2 separate regions of the Mus musculus genome follow, and region 1 is linked to region 2. Evidence: chromatin contacts called from public HiChIP or PLAC-seq data. All regions are on one chromosome and are shown on one strand. Each heading gives the region's core, a stretch centred on a gene start, on an enhancer-like site or on the middle of the called end of the contact. The rest is flanking DNA. Distances are from core to core; before and after follow the strand shown. Region 1 holds the start of Smpdl3a (sphingomyelin phosphodiesterase, acid-like 3A). Region 2 overlaps Pkib (protein kinase inhibitor beta, cAMP dependent, testis specific).

The links. HiChIP or PLAC-seq counts read pairs in DNA pulled down with a chosen protein or histone mark.
Region 1: an H3K4me3 HiChIP or PLAC-seq map of bone marrow-derived macrophages shows a contact between it and region 2, with 2.3 times the contacts expected there. The contact joins the promoter of Smpdl3a here to the enhancer-like site in region 2. A contact is called at or near these places in 6 of 39 promoter capture datasets (3T3-L1-derived adipocytes, embryonic stem cells, liver and 3 more), 6 of 484 Hi-C or Micro-C datasets (Kupffer cells, LSK cells, bone marrow-derived macrophages and 2 more), 3 of 115 datasets of contacts at active chromatin or transcription factors (bone marrow-derived macrophages, embryonic stem cells and thymic regulatory T cells) and 5 of 9 other capture datasets (adipose tissue, embryonic stem cells, liver and 2 more).

Annotation. Positions count from the first base shown.
Region 1 is chr10:57,792,861-57,796,157 of GRCm38.p6, reverse strand. Smpdl3a (sphingomyelin phosphodiesterase, acid-like 3A) reads right to left here and starts at 1,614. Exons shown (of 8, transcript NM_020561.2): 1 at 1,374-1,614. The coding sequence starts at 1,476.
Region 2 is chr10:57,725,897-57,729,520 of GRCm38.p6, reverse strand. Pkib (protein kinase inhibitor beta, cAMP dependent, testis specific) reads right to left here. Exons shown (of 5, transcript NM_001039051.2): 4 at 1,255-1,431. The coding sequence starts at 1,423. Among named protein-coding and RNA genes, the nearest start is that of Fabp7, 57 kb to the left of the region's middle. Within about 2 kb of position 1,615, at least 95 of the 459 cell types and tissues checked have an H3K27ac peak or open chromatin away from gene starts, as enhancers often do. A contact at or near this core is called in Kupffer cells, bone marrow-derived macrophages, macrophages and 2 more, where this site is marked.

The DNA.
Region 1 (3,297 bases), core at 365-2,864, 67 kb before region 2:
TGAAACCAGAGTCAACAGGTCTGGTTATTCTCTCTCCCTCCCGCTACCAAAACAGGAAGGTATCAGAAGGAGAGTCACATGATCACGGGCAAAGTTTTATGACTTCTTTCAGCAATTAATTCATTAAAACCAAAGGCGAATTTACCTGTGGTGCAGCCTGAGACATTTCCAGGTCAAAATCCGGAGCAGTCACAAATTTAAAATAGCACAATTCCAGCAATATAAAAACACGAGGCAGCCACATATGTACACATTCTGGGGGCTATTTCTGTTACAGGTGTTATTTGCCAGAGTTGACAAACCGGACATACAGCTGTGGCTTGCAAAAGCTTGACAGCTAAGTCAGGTGTACTTCACTCATAAGCAAGGAGAAGGGATTCCCTGGACCCCATTCAGGGAAGTCCTGTGCAGATCAGAGGCAGGCATGGAGAGGAGGCAGACAGCAGGAGAGTTTCAGTTCTGAGCACAGGTGAAAGTCTCAAGGATAGCTCTCTCTGCAAATCAAAACAAACCCCCCAACTAGAGCAATTATTTTTAAACGGAGCTAGGGAGATGGGGGAGGGGAGCGTCACCTTAAGTTTTAAAACCCAGAAGGCAACCTACAGTCTTACTAAACATTCAGTCTGGACGGGGATTTTCTAATTTGAGAGGGATGAAGAGTGTTAAACTGTGCCCAGGAATCCATTCCCACCGGTCTGGATCCAGTAATTTTGGAGTGGGGCTTAACTTACCGATTTTTTTTTTTCCCACCAAGTTTGGCAGCTGCTACTGCTGGGTGGAAGGAGACTGAGGGGGCAGGGCAGGGCAGGGCAGGCCAAGATTGCAGAAACAGAGTAATAGGCTCCCGGTAAACAGAACACACCACAAACGCAAGACCCCAAGTGCACCAAGGGCTGCGGAAGGGCTCAGGGGTTTTATGTTAAGAACGAAAGAGACCAGACGCCTCGGAGACCTGAAGAGGCAGAATTAGGCTCCGACGTCACTGAGCAGAACAGAATAGGACTGAAGCTACATCCAGGTGTAGGGACCCTGTAGGTCCTCCTCTGCTCTGGGCAGACTAGGTGACTCCGGGAATGCCCACAGCCAATTCTGAGCGGCATTTCCCACCAGACAACAGCTTCAGACTTTCCTCCCCTGGGAACTAAACCACCCAGACCCGGGATGTAAACAAACGCCCAGCAGGCGGCTCGGCTCCATACTGGCGCCCACGGGGCGCCCCCACCATGACTCAGACCCAGTGACCTTGCTGTCTGGCCTTTGGCCACAGTGACCAGTGTGGCGGCGTCCTGTGCCCCGCTGCCTACGCACCCGGCACCTTCATGACTTCGCCGACCCCCTCCACCGTCCTGTGCAGTCCCGATCGGTCCACTCACCCACAGCTGGGGCGCGATCCGCCGGCGCCAGGGGCACCCCGAGCCCCGGGCCGCAGAGCCAGGCAACCAGTAGGCAGCAAAGGAAGTTGCCCAGCAACGCCATGGTGGAGGCCACTGCCCCAGGACGCTAGACTGGAGCTTGGGCGCCGCTGAGACCCGCAGGCCCTAGGGGTGGAGAGGAAGCCAGAGCCTTTCCTTGTGTTGACGCCCAGCAAGCAGATCACGTGTAATATTAGATTCCCCTGAGCACGAGTTCTTCTGACCTTCTGGACTCCTTTATTTTAATATGCTTCCTTAATTTCTTAGGTCAATGGGAAACAATGTTCTTGCTCCAACCCCGTATTGTTTCCTTCCCTGAACCCCAGGAGCGCCTACCTGACAGGGCCATTTAGCAGAGGTACTTGAAAAGGCAGGAGAACCCTGAATCATAGTTAAGACAAACGAGTACAAGAATGGGTTTGGATTTCCTCAATGGTTTCGCTACCTGGGATTTATGACAGAAATGTAAACTCCCAAGCCTCAGGCCACCGCTGATAAATGAACAGATTAGCTGGGCTGGCCATGTGTGGCTTCATAGTACTCCAAGGTGATAGATAGGTGGAGTCGGCAAACTATGTCCCAGGTTCACCAGGCTGAACGTTTTCCTTTCCACAACTGAGTTAAGCACGTCCTCATGCAACCTACCTGGTAAATACAAATAGAGACTGTTGATTTTTCTATTCCAAAAGTTTTATAAGTATTGGCAAAGACACCAAAACCCACAGACTGTGTGTAATATGTATTCTTTGTTCTCTCTCTAGGAATTTATGAGAATGCGCTCTCTTTATAATATAGCCAACAACTTTAATTTATAAAACGTAGGGTGTCTTTGGAGAAGAGCAAACCTTTGAGAGATGCTGACCTCATAAAAGATGTGAGCTGTGGCGTCTTGAGGAAGCCGTGCTGTGTTAAAAGGTCCTGACAAAATACTATGCTTTAGCTGAGTTCAAGGTACTTATTATGGGAAGATGGGTGTTTTAGGTGGACACCCACATTGTCTTGGGATACCATGGCCTCTTTAATACTCAAATGCCTTAATTTGTGTATCTAGCATACCATTTTCATGATTAAAAGAGTATCTCTGTCACTAAGCTTAAATGGTTTTTCAATATCCTCCAACTATAGAATTAAGAATACTACATTGAAACTTTATAGTTTACCTACTTAGATTTACATTCTTTGTAATAGGAACATATCTGGTAAGTGTATTGATTTATTATTTTCTTTGTTCTATAACTGTAAGTTTCTGTAACCTATTCCATGTTGAAACAGTCATTTAGAGAAACCAGGATCTGTGTTCTTAGCCTAGGATCACACATATTTGGCTTAGGATACATTATTTTTGTATTTTCTTTAGGTACTTTTACCATTATATTTTACAAATATATTTATTTTCCATCAGAGGAAAAAAACTTTGTTTTATATCTGCATGATTTAGACATTATATCTTGTGAATAAATTTTTTTTAATGGACACTAAGTTTCCTTTCAGATCCTGGTAGACTCCTCCAAGTTTTGCTACATCATTGGGGTGATTCAGAGCAGTTCAAGAACCATGCATGCTTCCCTGCAACAGACATGGTCACTTCTGCAATTTCTCAGTCTACAGTCTAAAGAGTACAGGGAAAGTAAAGCCGGGAAATGGTGGTGAGCTTGAAATGCAGAAATGGATCAGCAAGATAGCAAGAGCTTGAACATTTTAAAAGAAAGTGAACTAATGATCAGAATACCAGTTTTGCTCATTATAACTGTGATCCAACCAGAGATGATCATTCAGACACAGTTGAGAGCCGATTGCAAGCCAGCTGGCTGGAACTATGTTCAAGTGTTCGGGATGTAAGCTTATTCAGAGCAAGTCTTTTAAAGAGAAAAACCATATCCTGGTA
Region 2 (3,624 bases), core at 366-2,865:
CAGGAGGAAGGGAGTACAGAGCAGGAATACAGTAGAGTTCCTGGAGAGCTGTACAGTACAGTTGAGAGGGAGAGTAGAGCAGCACAGAGAGGGAAAAGGAGGCTAATTTTACCAGGATAGTTTTACAGAGACAAATTGAAGAAAGAACAAGCTGGACACAGGTAAAGACAGAATGAGCAAGAGAATGAGAAGGATGGAGAAGGCTAAAAAAGATTGCTAGAGTTAGTTTCAGTCCAAACAGCAATTCTGGAGAAAACAAGAGAAGCCAGACTAGGAGAGGAGTTTGAGCCTGAACAGTTGAGTTGAACCAGCCAGAGCTCAAAAAGAACTAGAAAGGGTAAGCTTATTCAGCAGTAAGTCTCAGAGGCTGAAAACATTCTAGATAAGATTGTACAGAGGCTAGAAACTTCCAGGACTAGGCCTAGGTTAGCAGACTGAGACAGTAAGCATCCCAGATGACAATTATACAGGAGAATAAAATATATGTTACACTGTGTATTCCAGGGTAGCAACCATCTAATAGCAATCCTCCTGCCTCTGCCTTACAAGTTATTCTGATTTCAGTGATGGGTGCTCTGATTTCTACTGTACTGTAGTCACTGATGAACTTTCTACAAAGCACCCATTCCAGTTTTCTGATAAAGCATAGCATTCTTAGACTATATATTTATTCATTAAAAATCTAGCACTCTTGTTGTACTATAAAAATCTGTGACAGTAGGAGTTTACATCTGCCCTACTCATCACTGGAGTTCTTTGCATTTAGCAGTCATGAAATTGAATGGTAGGCAACATAGCAATGATAGAAGTAAGAAAGGATACCTTGTGACTGGGATCGCCTCCCACTGCCTCTTGTAATGTTAGAAGATACAGAGGGCACTAGCTTCTGTATTAGGTTCTCAAACTATAACTGGCAGATTGAGACAGGTAATGAGCTATTATGAGTCTCAGTACTCAGATCCAATGCAAGGATTAATAGTCATGGCCACCTAATTAATTCTGTACTGGAGGTGGAACCTAGAATCCTATCATGTGATCATGCACATCCAATAGACAGAGCACCAATTTTTATGTTCACCCTTAGGACATGAAATTGCCTAGTTTCAGAAAGGCATAGAAATGCACTTGAACCTGAGAGCTTTTGGTCAAGAAGAAAAGCGATCGGCTATAACTAGTTAAAAGGCTGCTCCAGAGAAAAAGATTGAAAAAGAGAGACAAAGCGAGGGTTTTATTTCCAGGAATTAGGAGTTTTACCTTCCTTCACGGCCAACGCTTCCAGTTTCAGTGGAAGATCAGAGGATCCACTTGTAGCCAGTGAACTCTGGATGTCGGGTAAGGCATTGCGGCGGCCTGCCCTTGCTGAGGACGCAAAGCTGGTGATCACAGATTCCACATCAGTCATCTCTGATGAATCTGTCCTCATCACAGAATCTATAGATAGAATGTACACATTAAAAAATGTGCTATTCAGAAGTAAAAAGGGTCACCTCAAAGACCAATGGCTACATCAAAACCGCTACAGGCTTGGAGAGCTGATCTCGGGTGGCACAATAGCAGTGTCTGTGCCTTGGCTCTAAGATGCCCACGTGAGCATTTGCTGAATAGGGCAGGAAGTACTTCTGTGAACCAGATTGCTATAAATAACCCCGGATCCCAAAGCAACACTTGAACGCTTGAGGGTGTAGTAGGCCTGAACATTTTTTGTTCTGCTTTTTCTATGAAAGAATCAGCCAACCCGGGGTTTGGCAACCAATGCGACAGACTGGAGTGGCCACTCCCAGAGTATTTGTTTGTGGTACTTATTTGAGCTGAAACCAAATCACTGTAATTGTGGGGAATAAACAAAGCACGTTTCCTTATTCTTTAGAAATAAACCCTATTTTATGTCTGAGGCTTTCCCCTCCACAGTTGTGACGTCATTTGTGCTGATTCAGATAGGTTTCAGTATGCTCAGGTTTATGCTAGACACAGTTTTGCTTGCCTTTGAGTGGACACAGTTCATTGCTAGTCATAGGAATGACTTACAGTAGTCCTTAGTAGTAATGCTTCTCTGACAACTCTTCAGAAACCATTTGTTGTATAGGAGGTAGCAGTTATTATATATCCTGAAAAAAATCTAAACTCACTGTCTTTCAACTAAGATTTTTTTTTCTAAGTCTTCCTAAAAATTGATATTGAGCTGTAACTCAGAAGTTGTGATGGCAGAAGGAATTTGCTGAATTTGCTGAGTAGGTAGCAAGGTCATGTGCTAGCAAGGCCTTGCTCTGTGTGTGTGTGTGTGTGTGTGTGTGTGTTCAGGGTTGGTTTTTTTTTTTTTTTTTTTTTTTTACTTTTTACTGGTTCTTTATGAATTTCACATCATGTACCCCAATCCCACTCATCTGTCCCTCCCTTTATACTCACCCTCCAACCTTGCACCCTTCCCCGCCAACAGAGGAAAAAGACATCTTGTAGAAGCTCTACTGTGTCGCAGTGTGTCCCACAGTATACCCTTTTGTCCATACTACTTTGCTTGCAAATGTTCACTGAAACTACCTCTCATAGGTGGTGAGGGACATCTCTCCCTCATCCATGCACCACAAGAAGACAAGAGGCAGGACCAGCTCTCCTGTCTTCACCCCCTTGGGCCTGATCACCTATAATCCCCATGTCTGGCACCAGCTCTTCTGTGATGCCCTGATGAGGTGCAGAGCCCGCTCTCCCAAGTGCTGCAGCAGGTGAGGAGCAGGGCCCACTCTGCTCTTCTTTTCTCATGACTCCACGGCCAGCTCTCCCACCAGTCACTAGTCATAAGGGACAAAGACTTAGGGTTGGGGAGAGTATCTCTTTCTAGCCCATGTTGCCTCAAGGCAGAAAAGTTATTGGTCCAGCTCTCCTTGACTCACACCGTTGGTGCCAGCTCTCCTACATTCATACCCTTGGGGCCAGCTCGCTGGCACCCCCATCACTAGGGTCAACTCTACTGTGCAGCTCAGGTGAGGAACAAGGCCCACTCTCCCTAGTGTAGTTGTGAGGAACAGGAACATCTCTCATACTCCCATGCCTTCAGGGCTAGCTCTCCCATGGATGTCCAGGAAAAGGATGGGGCCAGTTCTGCACAGCCCTCAGATATGTGCCTGGGTTCAATCCCAGACCAGGAAAGTTCACCTGGCCTTTGGTGGCAACAGAGCCCCCCGCACCCCCGAAAAAAGCAGGGCTTTTTTCCTCGGAGGGAAAGCACAGGTTTAAATTTTCTGACAAATTACCTCAGAACGCAAAATGTGCCCAGTGTCCACCAAAGAATGGGTTTGATCCTCTTTGGTGTTTATGACATAGCAAACTCTGGCCTGAGGAAACCAAGCCAGCCTTCTCATAGTAGTTGAAGGAAAGCTTTTCATAGACAATTGATTTCCACTATGAAAATGATAATAAAAAAATGAGAGTATGCACACATGCTGATCTGGAATTAGGAACACAGCTCTTGCTCACGGCATGTAATAATTCCTGTGGTGCCCCACATGTTCTCAGGAGCTTCGTGGTCATCTGAAAGTGCCCTAAAAGAGGCCTTCTCTTACTGTGCTAGCTAGTCTCCTTTTGTGAGCATCATACGAGGTTTGCAGACACAATCTGGAATTAGACTTTCAG